7 separate regions of the Mus musculus genome follow, and regions 1, 2, 4, 5, 6 and 7 are each linked to region 3. The links are chromatin contacts, called in public ChIA-PET, Hi-C, HiChIP or PLAC-seq and promoter capture Hi-C maps. All regions are on one chromosome and are shown on one strand. The core of a region is the stretch at or near the end of the contact, and the rest is flanking DNA. Distances in the headings are between cores, read along the strand shown.

The links. Promoter capture Hi-C pulls out the DNA fragments that hold promoters and counts their contacts. HiChIP or PLAC-seq counts read pairs in DNA pulled down with a chosen protein or histone mark. A called contact is a pair of places that touch in the nucleus more often than the background predicts. ChIA-PET counts read pairs in DNA pulled down with a chosen protein or histone mark.
Region 1: an RNA polymerase II ChIA-PET map of memory CD8 T cells shows a contact between it and region 3, with 668 read pairs. The contact joins the enhancer-like site here to the promoter of Tle3 in region 3. A contact is called at or near these places in 15 of 39 promoter capture datasets (the 3T3-L1 cell line, 3T3-L1-derived adipocytes, the C10 cell line and 11 more), 4 of 15 datasets of contacts at CTCF or cohesin (CD8 T cells, the NIH/3T3 cell line, large pre-B cells and 1 more), 39 of 484 Hi-C or Micro-C datasets (3T3-L1-derived adipocytes, B cells, CD4 T cells and 25 more), 35 of 115 datasets of contacts at active chromatin or transcription factors (the 230-238 cell line, CD8 T cells, DN3 thymocytes and 28 more) and 3 of 9 other capture datasets (adipose tissue, bone marrow-derived macrophages and liver).
Region 2: an H3K4me3 HiChIP or PLAC-seq map of embryonic forebrain shows a contact between it and region 3, with 10 times the contacts expected there. The contact joins the enhancer-like site here to the promoter of Tle3 in region 3. A contact is called at or near these places in 14 of 39 promoter capture datasets (3T3-L1-derived adipocytes, the C10 cell line, the HPC-7 cell line and 9 more), 3 of 15 datasets of contacts at CTCF or cohesin (large pre-B cells, pro-B cells and stem cell-derived epiblast-like cells), 15 of 484 Hi-C or Micro-C datasets (the CH12 cell line, the N1E-115 cell line, adipose-derived mesenchymal stem cells and 8 more), 42 of 115 datasets of contacts at active chromatin or transcription factors (the 230-238 cell line, DN3 thymocytes, the NIH/3T3 cell line and 27 more) and 4 of 9 other capture datasets (adipose tissue, embryonic stem cells, liver and 1 more).
Region 4: a promoter capture Hi-C map of liver shows a contact between it and region 3. The contact joins the enhancer-like site here to the promoter of Tle3 in region 3. A contact is called at or near these places in 17 of 39 promoter capture datasets (the 3T3-L1 cell line, 3T3-L1-derived adipocytes, the C10 cell line and 12 more), 1 of 15 datasets of contacts at CTCF or cohesin (large pre-B cells), 23 of 115 datasets of contacts at active chromatin or transcription factors (T-cell acute lymphoblastic leukemia, Th17 cells, astrocytes and 15 more) and 1 of 9 other capture datasets (liver).
Region 5: a contact with region 3 is called in a CTCF HiChIP or PLAC-seq map of the NIH/3T3 cell line, with 6 read pairs. The contact joins the enhancer-like site here to the promoter of Tle3 in region 3. A contact is called at or near these places in 13 of 39 promoter capture datasets (the 3T3-L1 cell line, cranial neural crest, embryonic stem cells and 8 more), 1 of 15 datasets of contacts at CTCF or cohesin (the NIH/3T3 cell line), 2 of 484 Hi-C or Micro-C datasets (the N1E-115 cell line and cerebellum), 16 of 115 datasets of contacts at active chromatin or transcription factors (the NIH/3T3 cell line, astrocytes, craniofacial prominence and 13 more) and 2 of 9 other capture datasets (adipose tissue and pancreatic islet).
Region 6: an H3K4me3 HiChIP or PLAC-seq map of embryonic limb bud shows a contact between it and region 3, with 6 times the contacts expected there. The contact joins the enhancer-like site here to the promoter of Tle3 in region 3. A contact is called at or near these places in 14 of 39 promoter capture datasets (3T3-L1-derived adipocytes, the SN4741 cell line, cranial neural crest and 9 more), 1 of 15 datasets of contacts at CTCF or cohesin (the NIH/3T3 cell line), 8 of 484 Hi-C or Micro-C datasets (the C2C12 cell line, brown adipocytes, epidermal suprabasal cells and 5 more), 20 of 115 datasets of contacts at active chromatin or transcription factors (the NIH/3T3 cell line, the SCID.adh cell line, acute myeloid leukemia and 16 more) and 4 of 9 other capture datasets (adipose tissue, embryonic stem cells, liver and 1 more).
Region 7: a Hi-C map of liver shows a contact between it and region 3, with 2.8 times the contacts expected there. The contact joins the enhancer-like site here to the promoter of Tle3 in region 3. A contact is called at or near these places in 10 of 39 promoter capture datasets (the 3T3-L1 cell line, 3T3-L1-derived adipocytes, the C10 cell line and 6 more), 2 of 15 datasets of contacts at CTCF or cohesin (CD8 T cells and pro-B cells), 30 of 484 Hi-C or Micro-C datasets (the AML12 cell line, the C2C12 cell line, CD8 T cells and 18 more), 28 of 115 datasets of contacts at active chromatin or transcription factors (the 230-238 cell line, CD8 T cells, the NIH/3T3 cell line and 22 more) and 4 of 9 other capture datasets (adipose tissue, embryonic stem cells, liver and 1 more).

The regions. Positions count from the first base shown.
Region 1 is chr9:60,996,534-60,999,619 of GRCm38.p6, reverse strand. The region is part of intron 1 of Gm51680 (a long non-coding RNA gene); the gene reads left to right. Among named protein-coding and RNA genes, the nearest start is that of Gm5122, 19 kb to the left of the region's middle. Within about 2 kb of position 1,334, at least 123 of the 459 cell types and tissues checked have an H3K27ac peak or open chromatin away from gene starts, as enhancers often do. A contact at or near this core is called in the 230-238 cell line, B cells, CD8 T cells and 26 more, where this site is marked.
Region 2 is chr9:61,871,599-61,874,835 of GRCm38.p6, reverse strand. It overlaps Gm34974 (a long non-coding RNA gene), which reads left to right. Exons shown (of 6, transcript XR_001779199.2): 3 at 962-1,085. Among named protein-coding and RNA genes, the nearest start is that of Gm34974, 26 kb to the left of the region's middle. Within about 2 kb of position 1,420, at least 55 of the 459 cell types and tissues checked have an H3K27ac peak or open chromatin away from gene starts, as enhancers often do. A contact at or near this core is called in the 230-238 cell line, the HPC-7 cell line, astrocytes and 6 more, where this site is marked.
Region 3 is chr9:61,370,880-61,374,130 of GRCm38.p6, reverse strand. It overlaps Tle3 (transducin-like enhancer of split 3), which reads right to left and starts at 1,765. Exons shown (of 20, transcript NM_009389.2): 1 at 670-1,765; 2 at 78-178. The coding sequence starts at 693.
Region 4 is chr9:61,731,895-61,735,168 of GRCm38.p6, reverse strand. No RefSeq gene overlaps it. Among named protein-coding and RNA genes, the nearest start is that of Gm34770, 72 kb to the right of the region's middle. Within about 2 kb of position 1,413, at least 7 of the 459 cell types and tissues checked have an H3K27ac peak or open chromatin away from gene starts, as enhancers often do. A contact at or near this core is called in liver, where this site is marked.
Region 5 is chr9:60,960,648-60,963,892 of GRCm38.p6, reverse strand. No RefSeq gene overlaps it. Among named protein-coding and RNA genes, the nearest start is that of Gm5122, 55 kb to the left of the region's middle. Within about 2 kb of position 1,627, at least 14 of the 459 cell types and tissues checked have an H3K27ac peak or open chromatin away from gene starts, as enhancers often do. A contact at or near this core is called in the NIH/3T3 cell line, where this site is marked.
Region 6 is chr9:60,925,081-60,928,001 of GRCm38.p6, reverse strand. No RefSeq gene overlaps it. Among named protein-coding and RNA genes, the nearest start is that of Gm33643, 58 kb to the right of the region's middle. Within about 2 kb of position 1,316, at least 6 of the 459 cell types and tissues checked have an H3K27ac peak or open chromatin away from gene starts, as enhancers often do. A contact at or near this core is called in embryonic limb bud, where this site is marked.
Region 7 is chr9:61,810,505-61,813,849 of GRCm38.p6, reverse strand. The region is part of intron 3 of Gm34828 (a long non-coding RNA gene); the gene reads left to right. Among named protein-coding and RNA genes, the nearest start is that of Gm34828, 10 kb to the left of the region's middle. Within about 2 kb of position 1,314, at least 17 of the 459 cell types and tissues checked have an H3K27ac peak or open chromatin away from gene starts, as enhancers often do. A contact at or near this core is called in hepatocytes, liver and pancreatic cancer cells, where this site is marked.

The DNA.
Region 1 (3,086 bases), core at 85-2,584, 370 kb after region 3:
TCATTTCCAGCAGGAAACTGGGGTACCCTTACTAGAGAAGAAAACAGTGTTCCACATAATAGAAGACGAGCAAGCATTCAGGAGAGGAGGCAGGCCACCTGACATATGAACAGAGACCATGCAGCTAAGGTGCCCAGACCTCCTGGCAAAGGGCAATGTATGTCTGGCCTGTAGGGGGAGCTGGCTCCAGGGAACAGGAGGACGACTAGACTCGGATGACGCCATCGAACCACCCCCACCCCAACCCCCATCAAGGAAGGCCATGTGTCTGCAGGGGTTGAGGGAGCTCGGGTGCTTGTTCATCTCAACCCTCAGTGACTTGTCACCTATTATGAGTCATAGCTGCCCTCAAACCTCAGTTTCCTGATCTGCAAATGAAGATACCAGTCAGTCATCTAAAACTTCCTCTTCTGGCTCATTTGATTCTGGCAGCTTGGTTCTGTTGCCCATGTGAGGGAGGGGCAGGAAGCTCAGAACGACAAGATCTAACCATGGCTTCCCCATTCTCCCAAAGGGCACCCCATCACTACCCACAGCCCCCTCATGTCAAACCAGTCTCTGGTTACCAGTATCCTGTGGATGGAGGAGCCTCAGACATATGCCAGGAAGCTGTCCTAGGTCCCAGGCTCCTCCTTTCTCTATGCTGGAACATCATCCACTCTGGCCCTGCAGATGAGCAGGAAATGTCCATGCCTAAGGTAGGCAACCCAAGAGCCCTCACCAACCTGGGGTTGAGCTCAGATTCACAGGCTGCGGACCTCACCCTACTCTCTACTGGCAACGTTCAAGGTCAGACGGAACCTGATGGTAAATTTCCACATCCTGGCCAGACCTAGTGGCCCTTGAGAAGAAACCAGAGCAGAACTTACTTGTGAAATAGCAACTGACACCTAGGTAGAGTTGGCAGGTGTCAGCTGCTATGTGATATACCTACCTCCCACCCCCTACCTCCACCCCCACCCCCACTCTTCTGTGGGAAGCATGCTGACTGCCCAGCTCAGCTCTGGTACAGCACAGCAAAGTGGCTTGTGGCTTGGGCTTTGGGGTCAGAGGTGTGGTTGGGATTGCCAGCTCAACAGTTTGCTAGCTAGATGATGTTAACCTTAAATGGCTTTTCTTGTCTTTGCTGAGCCTCAGTGTTCCCACCTGTAAGACTGGAGTATGACCGTAAAGATCAAATGTGACCATGATCTTACAGAACAGGGTTCTAATAGCCATCAGCTGATAGTAGAATTGTTGCTGAGGCAGCTCAGCAGTTTGTAGCTAACCAACCAAGTGGGCTGGTTCAACTTGACTCCTTGAAGCTGTGTGGCTGGCCCCACCCAGAGTTTCAAAGCTTGATGATTCCACAGTGCCCTCTTCCTGCTTAGTGGGGCCATTACCACCATCAACGCCGTCCTGAAGATAGCAAGCCTTCCATTTCTGCCCTCTGCAGTCCTGGCCCTAGAACATGGCTCCCAAAATACAATACCACAACACTATCAACAGATGGCCCCTCCCTGAAGGTGTTGAGGTTGTCAAGGGTCTCCCTCCTCCCCCCTCCCTCATCTGTCTGTCTCTCTCTGTCTCTGTCTCTCTCTGTCTCTGTGTGTGTATCTGTCTGTCTCTCCCTCTGTCTCTCTGTCTCTCTCTCTTTCACACACACACACACACACACACACACACACACACACACACCAGCTCAACTACCATGTCCAACAACAGTCTTTTCATTTAAAAGAAAATTAAGGGACTCAGGAATATTCATTCCACAAAGACAAACACTAGGACCAGAGTTCAAGCCCCAGGATCCACATGTTAAAAAGCTGGACATAGTGGTTGGCATGACCTTGTAACCCTAGCACCGGGGAAGTGGAAGCAGGCAGTTCTCTGGGGTTGGATGACCAGACAGCTTAGCCTACTTGGTAAGTTCCAGGTCGAGTGAGAGACACTGTCCCAAAACACAAGATAGATAGCACCTAGGAGTCAGTGCTGTCCTCAGACCTCTGTTAGATCCAAAGGAAACTCCAGTTCCTCAACCTTCAAAAGCCAATCCAACTATGCAGAAATGTTCAACCTGAGCTGCATAGGAGGATTTCTGGTGGCTAAATAAAAGCCAGCCTTCCTCGGGAACTTGTGAGGCCACTTCCCATCTGCCAAAGGGACCATTTCTCTTTTCTCTAGCAGTGGGACCTACGGCTCTCCATTGACACACACCTGTGGTTGAAGTACCATAAGTACTTTGTCTACATTTCAAAGTGCCCACTCCAGCCTCCTGGCCCCTCCCTCCCCACAGATGCTCACCCTCCATGTACGGTGCAATTCTCATCATGATCTCTATTCTCTATATCCTGGTCTTCTTCCCTCTCTTGCAGATAGCCCTGGCCACGTTCAGTCTACTTCTTTTTCTCTCTGCTCTGGACTGTTCCAGATGCCTCTGGCTGTTCTCTCACTCATATCTACAGTTAAAACAAACAAACAAACACACAAAACAAACACAAAACAAAAAAACACAAAACAAACCTTTTTCCTTAGCCATACCATGAAGTAGTCACGTCAGCAGTTTCTTTACTGCACCCACTCACCTACAATCTCTGCATGCATGTGCACACTTGTGCATGACCACATACAATTTCTTCTAAAGATCGTGGCGATGTGGGGCTGGGGGAGATGGGGTGGAGAAACAGAAAGAAGATTCCACTTCCCACAAGCTTCCAGGCAGGGGAGGAAGTGGGGAACAGAAGGCTGCCATTCCAACAACTTCATATGCTTTCTGTAAGTTTGATGCAGCAAGCCGCCCAGCTCAGGGGTCAACTGCAAGCTAGGGGTTGGGGGACAGCCATGTGGCTAATCCCAGGTAAGCAGGCAGAGCCCCAGGTAGGTGAGTGTCTCGTGGAGAGTTAAAGGTTCTTTGGAAAGTCAGTTGGATGGTGTTTTGCTGGAGCAAATACATGAGGAATGTTTCACTGAAGCAGACAAAGGAGAGAGGATGTTCTGCTAAAGCAAGCACATGAAAGGACACATGTTGAAAGGTTCTTTGATAACGACATGCATGTATTGGTCCACCTTACATTGCATAGTTGAGCTGCATTTGTCGGGACTCCATA
Region 2 (3,237 bases), core at 171-2,670, 500 kb before region 3:
AGTTACTTTGACATCCTAACATTCCCACTTCTGCTTCCTGACTGCTGGAATTACAGGCATGTTCCACCATGCCCAGCTCTCCAGGGCACATCTTAATCTTCTTGCTCAAAGTCCTGCATCTCTAGCCTGTGGTAATTTGGTGAAAGCAGTAACCAAATGGGAAGGAGTGGCGGTGTTAGGCAGACGGTAGGCTCGAGTTAGCCTCAGACCAGCCTTCCTGCTTCCCAGTGACCTCCTCACGTAGTGGGAGGTGTTTCCTCTTAGGTAGCAGCAAGGCTTCTAGGCTATTGCAAGCGCTGAAACCTTGCTTCCGCAGAGTCTGACCGTGCCACAGCCTGTGGCTCTCTGCCTCAGTCTTCCCTGTGCTTCTGGGACCCAGCCCTGGCTGAAACCTCCTTGTTCCTCTCTGCTCAGTGACTTGGTTTAAAGATCCACCCACTTTTCCTCTGCTGAACCAGTTTTCTCTGGCAGTTCTGCAGCTAGGAGGTAGACATGGAGAGTGCACCCCCAGCAGGGGTGGGTAGAATCATGCCCTAGGTGGCTTATTTATAAAGGTTTTTTTTTCTTGTTTTTATTTTTAAAAATTAGTGTGTGTGTGTGTGTGTGTGTGTGTGTGTGTGTGTGTGTGTGTGTGTGTGTGTGTATGCTCAAGCAGGTCAAAGGGCAACTTCTCGGACTTGGTACCAAGCATCCCGCTCGTCCTATTTTTCTGTTTGTTTGTTTTTTTTTTTTTTTTTTTTTTTTTTTTAAATTTTATTTATTCATTATATGTAAGTACACTGTAGCTGTCTTCAGACACTCCAGAAGAGGGCGTCAGATCCCGTTACGGATGGTTGTGAGCCACCATGTGGTTGCTGGGATTTGAACTCCTGACCTTCGGAAGAGCAGTCGGGTGCTCTTACCCGCTGAGCCATCTCACCAGCCCTTCTGTTTGTTTTGTTTTGTTTGCTTGTTTTTACAGATTGACTCTGGCTTTGAGGTGTAGCTTCTTTCCTCTGCTCTTCTGTGCAAAGCCTTCCTAGAAATGGAAGACGTCTGCATAGAGTGATCAGTGGGTACAGGCTCCTCATCTGCAGATGGGAAAGGTGAGGCATGAAATCTCAGAGTTGGACTCTCCCTCTCTTCACCTCCAGGCTAGAGGCTGCCCTGCCCCCAACTCCCAGCCTATGCTTGCTTGGGTTTGTGCTTTGCTGGCCTCCCGGCCTCCGGCCTTTGCAGCCTGTCTGTCATTTCCTGAACAGCGTTCTGTTCTGGGCTCCTGGATTTTGGCCCCGAGGATGTGGTTAAGGGGAGTTGTTCAAGCAGAAATGTGCAGGTTGGGCCCATAAATCTTTCCCGGACAACTTTCAGGCATACGATCCTCAAATGGCCCCACAGGAAGCCAGCAGAAGTAAGGTCTGCTGAGTTGGGTATAGTGCGGCTGCAGGACTTCAGAGACCACATCAGTGTGGGTATAGGGTACAGCCTGCACGGTGTACAGCCTGCACAGCTGTGCCCTGTGCCCTGTGTGCGTTTGGGGGTCTGGGTATAAGCAGGAATGTAAGCAAAGGACCCAGCTTAAACTGCAGGAAGTTGCCTGAGACACAGAAGGAGGCTGGGTGGTCATTTAGGCTCGTCTCGGAGAACACCTAGGGTCTGCAGGTTGTTTCATCGGCCCCTTTTCCTCGTGTGTAAAGTAGTGAAGGCAACCTGACCTTCAGCAGGCCGTGATGAGCAGGCAGAGACAGGCTTCCACAGCAGACAGTGTCTCTGGAGTTAGCTAGCACCAGGTCCAGCCCGCAAGAGGACATCAAAACTCAAGGTGGGGGTTGGGATAAGGGCCCTGGGCTTCGCCACCCTTTGACCCACTTCGACCTGAAGCCCTTGGCTGATAGCCGGCTAGGAAAAGATTCCCTTTCTAAATGTCACTCCAGTGACTGCTAGGGAGCCAGAGTTTCAAGTTCTGTGGTAGATGGTGTGGCTTCTACCCTGCAGAGGAGGGAGGATATTCGTTTTGCCCCATAGTTTCCCTGATCTCCTCATTCCCAGACTACCAGGGTGGCCCTCCTGGAGGCCTCCTGGTCACCCAGACAGAGGGCTCAGGAAGGGGGTTGGGGCACTGTGCCTCAGCCCCCTTTGCATCCCCTGGTTCCTCTAAAGCCCCCTCTGAAGGGGACCTCGGAGCTCTAATGAGTTGAGGGCCTTTAGAGCAGCCCAGGCAAACCAATTAGGTTTGCTTAAAAATATTGTATTCATTAGCATGAAAATAAAGCTGAACTTTTTAGAGATAATTGCATCTTTTAAAATGCGGTAGTCTTTGTCTGGGCTTGTCTCATAAATATGCATGCTGCATAATTCTTTTGGAACCGTGGTTGCAATCATGAGTGACACACAAATGCACCCAGGGTGTTAATATTCTGACAAGAGCGGAGCCTCTTGGGCAGGCGGTGCCACTGGCGGGGCCTCCAGAGGCGTCCCTGTGGTCCCCAGCTGCAGTCTGTGCCATTCTCAGGGACAGAGCACAGTCCAGGGTCCCTATACCAGGCATCAGCTCTAGTTCTCAATGGCTCTCTTTTGTGCAACTGCCCCATGGAAAATTCTAGGGCTCTCCTCAAAAGGCAGGCAAGAGGGGAATCAAAGGTTGAGCTCAATTTACAGCCCAGGAATTGAAGCCTGGGGGGTGGGGAAGAGTTGGGGGAGCAGTGGAGGTTGCCAAGGTCACCGGGAGGGAATGGGACCAAGGTGAATTTTGTCTATGTCGACTGATGCTCTTTATCCCTGTAGGGCTAGGGCCCCCATTCTCATGTAGTGGAGAAGGGGTATTTTCCATATTGGATAGTCTGGGTGCCCGGGGGAGGGGCCAGCATGTCTTGCCCCATTCACTCCTGTGTTCCCAGTTGCCAAACCCCTTACACTGGTTTCTTCTGAGAAACATCTCGGTTGCCGTGGGTTCCTGTCCTGCTAGACAATTTTTTATTTCGTGGGATGGGGAGGCTTGTGTGTGTATTAGCATGGGCCTGGAGGTCAGAGGGCAACCCACAGAAATTAGGTCACTCCTCCCATCAAGGGTGTTCTCAGTTGCAAATTCCATGCCTTTTGGGCTTTTCTCTCTCTGTCTCTACTACCCCCCCACCTCAATACTGCTCTAAGATCAATACTGGTCCCTCAGCCCAGTGCCCAGGCAAACCACGAGTGCAGGGAAGTTTCTCAAAGCCCTTACTGCAAGTCCTGGTCCTTTCCCCCACCCCCCAGTGTGCC
Region 3 (3,251 bases), core at 516-3,015:
CCCCGCGGGGGGGGGGTAGCAGGAGCGCGCAAGGCCGCCCTCCTCGCCAGCCCGGGGCCACCCCCCACCCGCCTTACCTGTGATACTGAGCTTGCAGGAACTGGAATTCGTCTTTGATCCTGTCACAGGACTCGGCCACAGTGAATTTAAATCCCGGCTGCCCGGGTTGATGGGGTGCCTGGAGCCCACAAGGACAACATAGGGGAGAGGAGTGGGCACATCAGAAGGGCTCCACGCGGCCCCGTGCCTCCTCTGGGTCCCTGGCCCCCTCCCCGCCGGGAGCCTCCGGCAAGGCCACCACCCCACAGCCCAGAACCTTCCCAGCAAGTTTTTCAACGCTCTCCCGACGGGGCCCGGAAGCGGGCATCCCGACCACCCCCAAAGCCAAAAGGGCTCTGGCGGCCAAGTGCCGAGAGCGCGAGTTGGAAGACTTAGGAGAGGGGCCGGGGCGGAAGCCAGCGTCCCCCTCCAACGCAGGCCGCCCGGGCCACTCGAGCGCAATTACCCTTGGCTCTCTACGGCGCCCCCACCCACCCAGCCCCTTTGTGTGAGCGCACACACGCGCGCGCACCATAAAGGTAGCAACAAGCAAAATGGAGGTGCTAGATAAACTGCCTCGTTTACCCTGCCATGATAGATGCTTAAATAAGCCTAGTTGCAATTACTCACCGGATGTCTGCCTTGCGGATACATGGCAGGGAGGGGTCGCGATTCCGAGAGCTTGGAAGCGCTGAGAGCCCGAGCCGGGGACGTGCGGGGGAGGGGGGAGGCGAGCCCGAGCGGGGGGCGGCCGGGGAACCGAGAGCTCGCCCCCGGCCCCCCCAGCCCGCTCTCGCAGCGAAATCCCAGAGTCGGGCGTGCGCCCCAAGTGCAGACAAAGAGCGGCGGAGCGAGCGGCAAAGTCGTCGGCGGGCTCGCGCTTTGTGCGCCTAGGGCTCGGCCGGCTGCGGCCGGCCGCCTTCCCCCGGCTGCGTGAACAGTGTCAGAAGCCGGGTCTGCGTGGACATCATCGGCTCCCTGGCGGCTCCAGTGCGGAATCCCGAGGCCGGGGGTTTGCGGGAAGGGGGATTCTCCTGTCCCCTCACGGGTCAATCAGGACGATGAGGCTGGAGGGGGGCGCGTCTGGGCAGCCCGGAGCATCCGGGGCGCGCGGGTCAGATCCCAGAGGCGGTCGGGCCCGGAGCTCGCGGCGAGAAGAGAAAGGAAGCAGGCCACCGAGGTGACGGCTTGAGGACCGTGGGTGAGGGCTAGAGCCCAGCGAGGACGCTTCGACGCCCCCCCACCCCCCTCGGAGAGGAGAGCCTGCTGTTCCGTCTGCTCCTGCCGCCGCCGCCAGCCCTTCCCAGGGTCGAGGAGGAACTCCGGGCTCAGTCGGTGCAAATAATGAGCCGTGGCATCCTAACTCCAGCCGGCATAGGAAGCCTCGGCGAAGGGGTCCTCTGCTTTCAAGTGGATCGGCCGCGTCTCTGGCGAGGAGCGGTCTGCGTCCTGCCGCCTAGGAGCGCGCAGGCTGGAGAGCACCGGAGGGGGAGACGTAGCCCGAGCCCGGGAGCTCTGCGGCTTCTTTCCTTCCTCCCAGCCTGGCTCTCCTCTCCGCGCCCCGACAAACCCCCAAAACACACAAGCACACGCACTCAACACACACACGTACACGCACTCAAAAAAAAAAAAAAGTGCCTCGGACCTGCGGATACCACACACAGACAGGCGAAGGGGGCCGAGCACGAGGTCTGAACTGCCGCGAGAGCAGTTCCAAATAGGGACTGAAAAGTAACAAAATAATGTGGCGGCTTCGCCTAGCGTTGGCCAATGGGAGTGCGAGGCTCCCACGTGGGGCCACGGGACTCGGACTGCGACTGGGCGCCGCCAGGCGCGACGTCACAATGCCCTCTTGTGTCTAAAACTATGCATGAAAAGTAGCAATCAGGCCCTACCCGCTGGTGACTTTCGCTTGGGAGTGAAAAACAGCGCTCCTCACATCAGGAATTAACCGAAAGACATATAATAAATAGATATATATTATAGTCCTGGGCTGCTAGGTTTTTTTTCTTCTTTTTTTCCCACGATCTACTAGCAAATAATTATTTGGCGGGAGGGGAGAAGGAGAAAACGAGTAACAACAAAAGGGGGGGAAAAAAGGACAAGCTGTACAATCCTTAAAACCTGTGGCTGGTAGTAATGGATCAGTTGATTCTGCAGAGGCGGCGAACGATTGCCCCCCTCTAATCTCATTAGGGTTGCAAAGCAGCCCAATTAGATACTATAAAACAAACAGAATCACTTTGTCAGTTTAATGTTTTCACTTCAAAAGATTTAGGACCGATAAAATGCTGGCACCCAAAGTTACCTCCGACCTCTAAGACTGTTCTCCAAACTGAGTTTCTCTTTCTTTTATCCGTTTCTGCCCCCTCTCCCACCCTTGGGCGCCCCGCTTTTCTCCTTTGTTCATTCGCCCTTCTTTTCAGAAAGCCAAATAAACAGCGCCTCTGATGCAAGGCGGCTGCCGGCGAGGGGGAAGTCTGAGAACTCTGGCTTGGCGGGCCGCGCAGATGGAAGGGCCTGGCAGTCTGCGGACAACAGGCTCAGTAGTGCGGCTAGCCCCATTTGGGGCTCTTGCCCTTTGGGGACAGCTACGTCCTGGCCGCAGCCTTGCCAAGGCGGGTTCCTCAGCAGTGCTCCGGGCCCGAGATGGTGAAGAAGGGAAAGCACGGAGTTGGGGCCCTCCTGGCTACGACCCAGAGTTCCGACCCCGTTTCTTGGCCTGATGGCCTGCCTGGGCACATGCATCGGCAGCCACCCGTGGAAGAGCGACTGCGAGCCTGGAGCGTCCCTGGTCACCAGCATAGACACCCAAGGAGGCGTAGATATTCGACTCTGGGGCCCATCTGCTCGCAGACAAGGGTCACGTCAGGGCACACTGCCCACCCTAGGTCCGCCGGCCTCGGAGAACCAACGCCGAGTGGGCCGCCCAGGTGTCCTCGGGTCCCTCCCGGCTTTCCCACCAAGCTTGCACGCAAGCACACGCTCCTGGCCCGTTGCGGGCGCGCGCGAGCCGGCCGCGCGCCCCCGGAATCTATATTTTCCCCTCATTAGGAGCCTGAGTTTCGCGTTTGCATCTTAATGAGTAGCTGGGAGCGCGCGGGGACCTCCACGTGAGCGGCCGCCCCGAGATGGAGCCTCTCAGCGCCCGCTCCGGCCTCGACCACGCTCCCCTCTTCATTTATTTATTCTCCTAAATAAAAACATAAATC
Region 4 (3,274 bases), core at 164-2,663, 360 kb before region 3:
AGGGATTGGAGGCTGCTGTGGTCTGAGCAGAGTCTAGTGTCTACAGTGAGGTCATCTTAGTGTAGCTTTTTGTTGCCTTCTGTGGACAAATGCGGATGCCATATTCCCCAGTGGAAAAGCACTAAGTGATAAGTTGTGACCACTGGCCTTAACTAAGAGAGAAGCTGGCATCCCAATTTTCCACCTTCCTAGCTGGGTCACAGTGACAGCTCTCTGGTGGGTCAGCTCCCTTATGGTGATGTCTCAGAAGACATTCTTAGAAACCCCCAAAACACCATGAAACTTTCTCTCCTTTTTGTTTTCATGTATGTGTATGTGTGTGTATAAATGTATATATGAATATATGTTGTGACTAGAGATGAATGTTGGTTGTCCACCTCAATTGATCTCAATCTTATTTTTTTAGGTTATTTATTATTACTGTGTGTATATGCATGTGTGTATGGTGTGTTTGTGGTGTGTGTGTGTGTGGTGTGGTATATGTGGTGTGTGTCTGTGTGGTATGTATATGTGTATGGTGTGTTTGTGGTGTGTGGGGGATGTGTGTGTTTGTGTGGTGTGGTATGTATGTGTGTATGGTGTGTGTATGTGTATGGTGTGGTGTGTTTGTGGTATGTGTGTGGGGGTGTGTATGCGTGGTGTGTGTGTGATGTGTATGTGTGTGGTATGGGGTGTGTGTGTGTGTGTTTGTCTGTGTGTGGTATGGATGTGTGTGTGGTGGGTGCATGTGACATATGTGCCCATGTGTGCATGTGTGTGTATGTATGAGTGTATGGTGTGGTGTGTGAATGTGTGTATGGTATGTGATGTGGTGTGGTGTGGTGTGTGTGTATGTGTGTGTATGATATGTGTGTATGTGTGTGGTGTGGTGTGGTGTGCATGTGCACATGTATGTGTGTTTGGGCGTGTACTTGCCATGTGCATGTGTGGAGGTCAGAGGACTCTCTTGTGCAGTCAGCTCTCTTCTTTCAACTTTTACAGGGATTCTGGGGGGACTGAACAAACGTCTCATGAGGCCTTGTACAGCACTTTACCTGCTGAGTCATCTTGCTGGCCCCTCTACATTGTCTTTTGAGGCAGGGTCTCTCATTGAACCTGGAGCTCAGTGGCTAGATTGGCTGGCCAAAGAAACCCAGGGTCATCCTGCCTCTGCCTCCCCAGATCCGGGGTTCTGTGGGTGCTGGGGATTAAACTCGGGTTCTGATATTTACACGGCAAATCTTTTATTGATTCCATGACCAGCTCTTGCTCATATTTTCTTTTAAAAAAATCCCTACATTAAATCTCTTATTGTTGAAAATGGCTACCCTATTACTGTTTCCTGCTAACTGATACAGACAGGACAGTCTGAGACTGTCCTGACCCGCTGAGCTGACAAAATGGACTTTGAAATGCAAAGTCACTAGGGAGGTGTCACAAAGGAAGTAGAAGAATTCCAGTTAGTCAACAGGGTGACCCGGTGTCCAGGGTCAGGAGGACTGTCCCTACTTTTCTGGACTTACCCAGTTTTTCTTTCTTAAGCTGTCTTGGATTAGGGTGAGGCAAAGTACCTAAAAACAGCATTTAAAGAGGTACTCAGCCTCTGGGTCACATGAAGACAGGGCCAGCCAATGAGGAGTGCAGTGTGTAGACCTCTCTGTTCTCTCTGGAAGGCTTTGCAAGCCTGCTCTGCCCTGTTCTGGTCTGCACTCTCTTCTCTGCACCCTGCTTCTATGCCAGAGTCTTAGCCTTGGAATGGAAGATTACTTGGAATGGTGAGATCCCACTCGTCATATCAACATAGCATTTCCACGCAGTGTCATTAGGAAGGAATCTGGGACATCAGTTCGTAAACACTCCATGCCAGGACCCAATCGCAAGGTTGAATTAATGAGGGGGGAGGCAGCTGAGCACCAAACCAGCTAGCCAGATGTGTCGAGAGCAGCGGTTTTCAATCTTCTTGATGCTGTGACTCTTTAATCCAGTTGTGTTGTGGTGACCCCCCAACCATAAAAATATTTTCATTGATACTTTATAACTGTAATTTTGCTATTGCTATAAATCACAATGCAAATATCTGTGTTTTCCAATGATCATAGGTGATCCCTTTGAAAGAGTCCTTTGACCCCTCCCCCAACCCTTAAGGAGTCATGATGCACAGGCTGAGAACCACAGTGGTCTAGAGGGATTACACATCTGAAGGAGATCTGGGATGTTGGAGGCTTTGACAGCAGAACAACTGGCAAATGGCCAGTCAGCAGACAGACCGGGAAGAGCCTCAACTTCAATGGAAATGATGGAAGGACAATGAGTGGTGAGGGACGTTCTTCATCTGTCAGACTGCTGGAAATTAGAGCCGGTGATGCTGGCTGTGGCAACCAGAGCTAAGGCCCTCTCTCGTGGGGTGGGATAGAAGGAGGGAGACCTGAGCTGAGGCCAGGGGAACTCTTGGCTACAGGGAACAGTGTGCATCTCTGGGAGGAGGTTTCTCTTGTACCCATGACACCGGTGACCCATCCTCAGAGGGAAGGGAAAGGGTACAGTGTGGCTCTGTAGTGACAAGTTGTACCTTAGTCTCAGACTTACAATGTGAATGCTGCTCAGGTCTCCTGCAGAGTGTGGAGGGTGAAGAGATGCTGCAGCAAATGTTAGCTTGAGAATGCTCCCTCACTGACCACAGCATTTTCTAGTCTGTCCTTTTCTTCCTAAGTGCTTCCTTCTCCTGCTTCTCCCTCTCCAGTCCCTTCCCTGAGCTCCCTCTCCCCATCCCACCCCATCCAATCCCATCCCATCCCATCCCATCCCATCCCATCCCATCCCATCCCATCCCATCCCATCCCATCCCACCCCACCCCACCCCACCCCATCCCATCCCATCCCATCCCATCCCATCCCATCCCATCCCATCCCATCCCATCCCATCCCATCCCATCCCATCCCATCCCATCCCATCCCATCCCATCCCATCCCATCCCATCCCATCCCATCCCATCCCATCCCATCCCATCCCATCCCATCCCATCCCATCCCATCCCATCCCATCCCATCCCATCCCATCCCATCCCATCCCATCCCATCCCATCCCATCCCATCCCATCCCATCCCATCCCATCCCATCCCATCCCATCCCATCCCATCCCATCCCATCCCATCCCATCCCATCCCATCCCATCCCATCCCATCCCATCCCATCCCATCCCATCCCATCCCATCCCATCCCATCCCATCCCATCCCATCCCATCCCATCCCATCCCATCCCATCCCATCCCACCCCATCCCACCCCATCCCATCCC
Region 5 (3,245 bases), core at 378-2,877, 410 kb after region 3:
TTACTAGAGGCCACTGCCTGCTTTTGCCCACCTTTACCTGATGTCCCCAACCCCTAGAGAGGTAATTGGCTTGGGAACTAACCTGTTCCCAGGTCCATGGTTTTCCAACCACCTACCCTCACCCAGTCCACACGTGTCCCCACTGGATCCATGGTATCTTAGAAAGTTGTTTCCCCACCCTACCCCCATGCCACCCCCACCCTCAGAAAGGTCCCATCAAGCCTGGCAGGGTCTGAGGTAACCCTGGGGTCAAGTTCTGTTTCAGTCTGTTTCCTGTTGCTTTGATGAAACTCTCTGACCAAAAGCGACTTAAAGAGTTGGGAAAGTTTACTTCATCTGACACTTGTGGATCTCACACAGCCCCTGGTTAAGGGAAGTCAGGCAGAGACTCAATGCAGACCCAGAGGCAGGAACTGTGGGGGTAATGCTGCCCACTGGATTGCTCCCTGGATCTTGCTCTGCTAGCTTTCATATACAGCCCAGGCCTACCTGCCCAGGTTCCTAGCACCCAAGTCTAGTGGCTCACAGCTGACTGTAACTCCAGTCCCAGGGCATCCGAAACCCTCTCTGGCCTTTGCAGGCACCTGAATATGCATGGCACATACTCACACATACAATGAATCAAATAAAAAAATCAATCTCTAAAGTCCCCTTTTTTGTTGTTTTTACTTTTTGTTGATTGTTTGTGAATTTTACATCATGCACCCCAATCCCCTTCATATCCGCCCTCCATTCCTGCAAACTCCCCCACAAAACTTCAGTGTGTCACTGTGTGTCTTACAGTCTACCCTTTTGTCCACCCATCTTTACTTGCAAATGTTCATTGCAGTGAGTCATGGGTCTGGTTCGAGGCCTCTATCTTCTGCTACTCTGTCAATACTGGATCCTCACTGGGACTCCTCTGGGAAATCCTGTTGTTGCCCTGTGTCATGGAGATCCTGCAGCTTTGGATCTGCAGGACCAGCCCTTTCACACATGCCAGCAGTTCATAGATGGGGTAGATGTTGGGGCGGGCCAACACAAAGCCTTGGATCAGGGCCTGGGTGGTAGCTGAGTTGGTCATCTCACCAGCTCTTCTGCACCCACACTGGGTGTGGCTACTATACTGGCTAACTCACCCAATGCTGCAGCCAGCAAGACAAGACACAGGATCAGTTCTCCTGCTCTCATGGCTGGAGAGATGGTTCAGCCATGGTGAGGCTCAAAACCATTGTTTTAAAAAGAATTATTGAGAAACAAGTGTTAAAAATAAAAACATGTTAAGAAGTACCTGGCCCACAGTATCTGGTCCTTGTCCCTACAGTTGACACTTCTCTTCCTCCAACCTTGTATTTATCAGGTATAAAATCCCTATACATAACCTCTCCCATCTCATGCCAGCCTAGTCCAGGTCAAGTTCACGTATGTTGGTTCCCCATGGCATTGGGAGAAAGAACACATTTGTTCAGCAGCTGGGCTGGAAAGAGTCAATAGGAGAGCTTGGTAACCCGTGCAGTTTGAATGTTCGGTTAGGATCAAAGGGAGAGCATGGAAAGTTCCAGAAAAGCAACTCATTTCATGGGAGAATGAAAAGCAGGTGTAGGCCTCCTCCCCTTACCCAACCCCTGTACAACAGGAGGCGGGGCACAGAGGTTTATACTAAACCCCAGCACAAGAGGAAACACTTTGGCATCTGTTAAGTGCAGTTCTCAATGTTAGTCATCATTTAAACTTAATTCCTTCCAGCTCCCAGGAAAAACCAGCCCCCAGGGAAGGCCCCACTAGGTCTCCTCACTCCAGCCTGGGGAGATCCGCTTCTTCTGTAGCAGAGGCACTTGCTGTTCTGAATGACCCTGGGCCCGTCACTCCTCGTGCTGCAAGACTAAGCAGGGAGAACTAGTCTGGAGCAGGCTTTGACTGCTGAGACTTGTACCCAAATGATTAGGCCATGTACGTCGTAGGATGCTCAGGAGAGTCCCTGGGCTCTGTTCACTGAATATAAGAGACATGCACCCCTCCCAATTACAACAGCCCAAAGTACCTCCAGACATTGCCAACTAGGAGCAAAATCACTGAGTGAGGACTACTGTGCTATACCTGAGAATGACCCGGTGGCTCACCATGGTCTGGCTGCTTTCTGCAAGCTTGGGTGCTTACCTCTGTGGCCAGTTGTGCTGACCTGATCCACACAGCTGTCCAGCACAGCACAGTCCACATAGCTCCATGTGCTGGCTGGTCCCAGAGTACCCTCTGGGTAGGGTGGCTGTAGTTCTTTGGACTCTCACCCTAGCCACCTGCAAATGGATCAGATTCTAATATCAGACCAGTGTTCGTCAGTCACCTACTTAGTTCTGAACCTTGCACCTTTATCTAACTCCACCGTGCCCAGCTTGCTGTCTGGGTTTTAAGGACTAGAGTAGGGTATCACAGGAACATGGCACTGGGAAGAAAACAGAGAACCAAGTGCAGCAGGGACATTGCAGGAGGCACCTTTGTTCAGAAGGAAGGAGATGTCCAGTCTACTCCACAGCCTCTGGCACTGTGTTTTCTACAGTGACAGCCCAGCATATGTCAATCATGTTTAAAAAAATAAAAAAACCAAACAACTTCACTAAGGGACTGAGGGGCTTGGTCAGTAAAATGCTTATTACCTAAACCAAAGGCCTGGAGACCTCAGCATCAATATAAAAAAATCAGGCACAATGATTCATGGTGCATGTCTATAACCCAGAACCAGGGTGAAGGTGGCCCAGAAACAGGCAGATTGGAGTTCACAGCTAGTCTGACTGAATTGATGCTCTCTAGGTTCATTGAAACAACCTGTCTAAAGACCAGTGGTGCATAGCTGTAACTCCAGCATTGGGATGGGGGTAGTGCAGAGATGGGCAGATTCCAGCTCACTGGTCAGCTAGCTTGACCAAACTGGTGCTCTCTGGGTTCACTAAAACAGACCCTGGTTCAAGACCACATTCCAGTGGAAGGGATTAAAGACCACAAAGTTACATGAAGGGAAGGTGGCGGTGGATTCAGGAGGCATGGGAGAGAACTGAGTGTGACCAAAATACACTGTATGGAATTCTCAAGAAACGGATAAAAACACAAAAATGGAACGAAGAAGAAGAAAAAGAAGAAGAAGGAGGAGGATGAAGAGGAAGAGGAGGAGGAGGAGGAGGAGGAGGAGGAGGAGGAGGAGGAGGAGGAGAAGAAGAAGAAGAAGAAGAAGAAGAAGAAGAAGAAGAAGAAGAAGAAGAAGAAGAAGAAGAAGA
Region 6 (2,921 bases), core at 67-2,566, 450 kb after region 3:
AGGGAAGAGGCCTATGGGGCATGTCAGGAAAAGACGTATCTTATCTTCTTCGTTCTTTCTCTGCTTCCTGGCTTCCAAGAGGCAATCAGCTCCACTCTATTGATTTTCTCTCCTTCCCTCTCCTTCCTTCCTCTTTCCTCCCCTTCCTTTCCTTCTTTCTTCTCTTTCCCTTTCTACTCCCTCTTTGTTTAGTGGGTGCTAGGATCAAACTCAGGGCTACACACATGCTAGGCACGTGTTCCCCTATTAAACGACCCCAGCACCGATTTCCTAGATTTTAGCATATTACCTTTCTTTCTTCTGCCTTCAACCACCTCTTGTGTAGATGCCTCCAGTGACACACACACACACACACACACACACACACACACACACACACACAGAGTGGCCTTGCTGTGATGCTGCTGGCAGGCTGGAGGGGAGCTAGGAGGAGCACAAGAAACCTACATGGCCCAGTGAACACCAAGTGAGAGCCCTCATGGCTTAGCTCGGATCCAGTGTCATCAGAGACCAGAGACGGGCCTGAGCATGGTCAGAGCAAGAGTGCGTCCTGACAGATGTCTGCTGCCCAGGGAGACTCATACATTAGCCACTGTCTCCTCAGACTTAGGCAGGCCTCTCACCATTTCTTCATATTAATAATGAAAACAGAAAAGCCCTCAACGAATGTGCAGTGAAATGAATCTGCAATTAATTTTAAATAAGCTTCGAATCCCACTGTGGTGCCCTCCCTTGGTATTTTTATGGGACATGGTTTCAGTAGATACGCACACCATAAAGATCCTGAAACTCGCGATAGACAAAATCCTCTTAGGCATGCTAAAGGGTAATTTGGTTTTTCTCAAAGCTACATTTATTTTTTCAAAAAAAAAAGTTACAGGATAGAAATAAGCCAGCTTTTAAGGAAATATTAACTGCTAACCTATAAACTGTTCCAAAAAGCAATCTTCCTACTAAAAAATCTAGCATATGGTTTTCGGAGCTTAACCTCCTTTTGTATTTTCATTTTTTATATGTCTCTTTTAAGCCAAGAACTCTAAATTTTTATCAAAGGAGGCTTAGGGCGGCCTTCTCTCATGGGTCTGATATTGACAAAACCCTAAGGCCTCAGGTTATGTGTGTGTGTGTGTGTGTGTGTGTGTGTGTGGTGTAGTTGCATGTGGGTGATTGTGTGTGGTTTTGTGTGTATGTGTATGATTGTGTGGTTGCATGTATATGTGTGATTGGGTGGTTGTGTGTGTGTCTGTATCTGTCTGTCTGTCTGTCCTGGTTCTAGTTCTAGCTGACTGCAGGTCTCCAGCCAGCCTGAGAGCTCCCATGCTCTCAGGAGGAGCTGCTGTTCAAATCCACAGCAGACCTTTCTCTCTCCCACCTCTGGGACACTTTCCAGTCCTGACTATGTTTCCCAGCCCTGCCTCCCTCTGTCTACCTCCCGCCCCGTTCCTCCCGCTCTGATCCCAGGCCAGAAATTGGCTCCAATAATAACAAAGAGGCCCAGAAGATGAAAAGCTGAAATCCTTTCCTTTCCAGCCGAAACCAGGTGTGATGCTGGCGGGGAGAGGTTCCAAGCCTGGCGGAGCCAGATGAAGGCATGTGAAAGCCATAACCCGAAAATGAGCCCCACGTGGGGCCAGATGCCCGTGCCTTTCACTTATTCTGCTATAAATGAGTTTCCTGGGGCAAAATAATTTCTTCCTTCAAAGAAAACTATAGTCAGATGCCAAAGAAGAGAAGGGGGGGTTGGGGAGAGGAGGGAGAGAATGGATCCAGTGGAGGAACCTAGTGGTCTAGCTTCCAGGGCTTCACAGAGCTCAGACAGGCCCATTAAGGAATGCTCTGACTTACAGGCTGGTGGTCTGTTATCTGCAATGGTGGGAGAGGTCAAGAAGCATCGCACAGCCTGTTGGCTGGTGGCAAGTTTCTCAGTAGGGACACAAGAATGGCGTGCCGGCTTGTTGAGGAGCAAGAACACAAGGTCCAGAAGGCTAAACTTCCTAAGTGTCTGGGGACTGGCATGCTTCCAGGAGGTGTATCTTGTCAGGTAAGGCCAGAGGTTGGGGTGCAAACCTCATGCAGAATTCCAAGGCTGCCCCCGTCACCCGGCTTCTTAGTTTTTGGAAGTGCTCATATACAGAGTCTTGGGAAGTAGCCTCTTCCTCCATGGCTGGACACCCTGACCCTACTGTTACCATCACAGGGTCAGAATGGGAGTTTCTTGTGCCCCACCACTGAAAGAAAACCATTGAGAGTGAACTTTAAGGTTGAGGCAGAGCTGGTGGGCAGGATGCCAGACTAGAAATGTATACTGTTGTAGCCAAAAATAGGGATAGCTCAGTCAGGTAGGCAAAGGTCTACCTGCAGACTTTCATGCTTTCCCAGACTGGAGCCGCCATCTTGGACCTGCAGCCTCAGCATCAGGATCACTCCTTGTGTGGGGGATCAGCTCTGAGGCCTTGCTGCAGTGAGGGTCCTGTCTAACGGGGAGATAGGGAATTGGAACATGGGAAAGGAAGCAACCCCAAAGAGGATAACTTGGGAGCAGATGTGGATCCCCAGTTCCACCTTCATTGTTTGTAGTCTTCCTCACTTGCCCCCTAGGGGCTAGCAAGCTAGAGAGTTCACCCACCTTTCCACAGCTCTGCTGTATTCCCTGCTCTCTCTAGCAGTGCATCCCTCAGAAGGCTCTAGAGAGTCCACTACAGTCCCCAGCGAGTCCAGTCAGGAATGAGATTGTATTTTTCTGTAATGCCTTCAGTGAAGGATCCAAAAGGGCCCCTAGGGAGTGAGTGTCATGAGGCTGGAGTACAGCCATGTTGGTCTGCCAGGTATTGATTGTCACAGGGACAATACAGACCTGGAGCCAGAAGTCCCTGCACAGCCTCCCAGTCTCACCACAGCTCCCATTCTCCAGGGCTCTGAGA
Region 7 (3,345 bases), core at 65-2,564, 440 kb before region 3:
TAGCCAGAGTGCAGGTGGGAAGCTCAGTGCTAACTGTCAACTTAACACAATCTAGAATCATCTGAGAACACAGTCATAATGAGGGATTATCTAGATCTAGTTTGTCTGATGGAGTGTCTCTTGATGTTGATTGAGATGAGGCCCCTCCCACTGTGGGTGGTACCATTCCCTAGGAAGGGGCAGTGTAGATCCTAGGTTGTATTAAAGTGGAGAAAGCACGCTGAGCACTGGCTTGCATGCATGCATTATCTGTTCTCTGTCTGTGGATGTAATTGTCTAGCTCCGTCACATTCCTGCTTCCTTGAATTCCCCACATGATGGACTATAACCTGAAACTAACTGTAAGTCAAATAAGACCTTTCTCCCTTAAATTGATTTTGTCATAGCAACAGGAAACAAAACAAAACTAAGAAACAAAACAGGACATGACTGATCCCTGTGGGCCTTCCTTGCCCAGGCCAGCAGCCAGACTCCTCCTCATTTCTTTTGGGAACTGGCTAGAAAATCACCCCCCCCTTTAATGGGACCGATTTTCTGATAATGCACCCCATCCCAAGATGGAAATTGGGTTTGTGTTGATGCCTTTTCTTTTACTTCTCAAAAGAGACAGGATTTCCTGTTATCTAGGCTGGCCTTGTACCTGCTATGTAGCTGAGGCTAACTTTGAATGTCTGATCTTCTGGCTAGCACTAGGGTTAGGATTACAGGTATGCACCATCATGCCAGATGTTGGGGATTGAACCCAGAGTTTCCCACATGCTAGGGCAGCACTCTATCCACTGAGCCACATCTCTGGCTCTGACACCTCCCTTACAGAGTGGGTTGTGTAGGGGTGACATCTGGCTGCATTTGGGCTGAAGGCATATCAGAATTACTCCTTGATGCTGCCAGAAAAAAAAGAAAAGGATGCTCATGCTTGCTCAGAAGTCTCTCAAAGCCTCCTTTTCCTTCCTTTACAAATGTTAAAAAGATTTATTTTCATTTTATTTATAATGTGCATGTGCTCACATGTATTTGTGTGTGTGTGTGTGTGTGTGTGTGTGTGTGTGAGTGTGTGTGAGTGCGCGCGCACGCAGAGGCCAAATGGGGTCTTGGGATTCCCTGGAGTAAGAGTTACAAATGGGTGTGGGCCACCTGATACGGGCATAGGAAACCAAACTCGGATAGTCTCCAGAAGCAATATGTGGTTTTAAATGCTGAGCCACCTCTCCAGTGCCCCAAAGCTTTATTTTCTTAATGTATCTATGCTGGGGTTGGGTTATAGTTTAATGAATGTTTGTGGAATGACTAATTATTGACCGATAGGCTAACAGCCCTCACTGAAGAAGGCTGAGCAAATAAACTGCTAAGTGGAACACGGTGTCTAGGTTACACAGTGCATTTACTAATGGACGGCCTCGGCTACTATTGTGTGAGACACCACAGCAAAGACAGCTTACTTGCTGGGCAGTGGTGGTGCACGCCTTTAATCCCAGCACTTGGGAGGCAGAGGCAGGCGGATTTCTGAGTTCGAGGCCAGCCTGGTCTACAAAGTGAGTTCCAGGACAGTCAGGGTGACACAGAGAAACCCTGTCTCAAAACAAAACAAAACAAAACAAAACAAAACAAAACAAAACAAAACAAAACAAAAAGACAGCTTACCTATGGAAGAGAGCTGACAGGGGATGAAGGCCCCAAATGAGATCCCAGCTATGTAAGAAGAGTGTGCAACACAGTATTGCTAAGCAAAATCTGGAAATAGGTGAAGTCCCACTAGATGTGTTGCTCCAAAACCATTAGTTTTTAAGAAACAGAATTGGTATAAACTTTGCTCAGCTTCTAATCCCTTTCTAGACAGGTCTTATGTAGCCTCGAACTCACTATGTAGCTGAGGATGACCTTGCACTTCTGATCTTCCTGCGTCTACATCCTGAGTCCCGGATTACAGGTGTATACCATCACGCCAGGTTTATGTGGTGCTGGGGATAGAATTCAGGACTTTAAGCATGCTACGCAAGTTCGCTACCAACTGAGCCATATTCCCAGCCTCTCTCTAAACTTAGCTTTATATTATTGTGACTTTGTTAGTTTAGTGAATCTCATTGCACTCAGAGGTGGGATGACAGCCAGTCTTGGAGAGATGCCCCATTAGAAGCCCTCATAGACACTAGGCCTGTCCCCTGACTCTCCTCTGGATCTCTAGCTAAGCTCATTTTGGTTTGTTCGGCTTTTTTCCTTTGCAGATTGGCTTTCTTTGTCCCACCTTCCCTAGGTCTAAAAGTATTCAGTTCAACCAGGACATGATACTTGGATGATGCTTTCGAGTTCCTAGAAAAAGAATCTGATTGGCCCCTGATTAACCAATGAGGTGCCTTTCCTCAGTTCAGGTCTGTGTCAGTCAATTTCTGTTGCTGTATTAATACCACAGGCCGTCGGCTTATGAAGAAGAGAGGTTGGCTTCCACTCTCAGCTTTGGAGGCTTCAATTCTGCTTCCTGCTTATCCTCTAAGCTTTGGGGGCCGTGCTGAGGTAGCATGCCATGGTAGGCAGGGCAGAGGACATCAGAACTATTTGTCACATGGTCAGGGTGCTGGGAAGGGAAAGTGGAAGGGGCAGAGCTCCACAATTCCCTTCAAGAGCGTGTATCCAAAGGACCTAAAGACCCCCAGATAGGCTGCACTTGTAAGAGATCGGCTCAGGACCCACAAGACCAAGTTCTCAGCACAAAAGAGATTTATTTGCCCCCAGAGAGACAGAAGGCAGGGATAAGGGACAGTAGCCAGGGGATGAGGGAGAAGAGGAAGGGAACAGGGGAAAGAGGACAGGGCTATTTGTCCCAGATTGCCTCTGGGTAGAGAGGAGACAGATGTGACACACAGGCATGTGGTGGTTTATAAAGGTAAAAGGGGAAACCCTGTGTTAGGATGAGGCATTTAATTTTGATTGGGCATGCTAAGTAGGTGAGCCAAAGGGGCTTTTGATTGCTGCATCTCAATACTTTGAGAGCTGGACCTTGGTAAACAGCCATAGAAGGAGGAAGAAGCCAAGTAAGGGAATAGACCATGGTGGCTAGCTTTAGGATTGTAATCTACTGTGATTTTTTTTTTTTTAGCAAGGCAGAGAGAATAAGGGAGAAGGGCAAGGCCTGCCAGAGTCATGTTTGCCAGACTGAGCTGGCCAGAGTCCCTTCAGCATTTCCTGAAGGTTCCACAACCTCTTCACGTATAACCCCAGGAGTAATCCCTTACCACATTGGCTTTGGCAGAATTCTCAAGGCTGAGTCAGAACAGCATCTCTGTTTCATCAGTTATAGCCAAGAATGGGTTGTGGCCAAAGGGACGATGTAGACGAGAGGGTGTTCCTCAG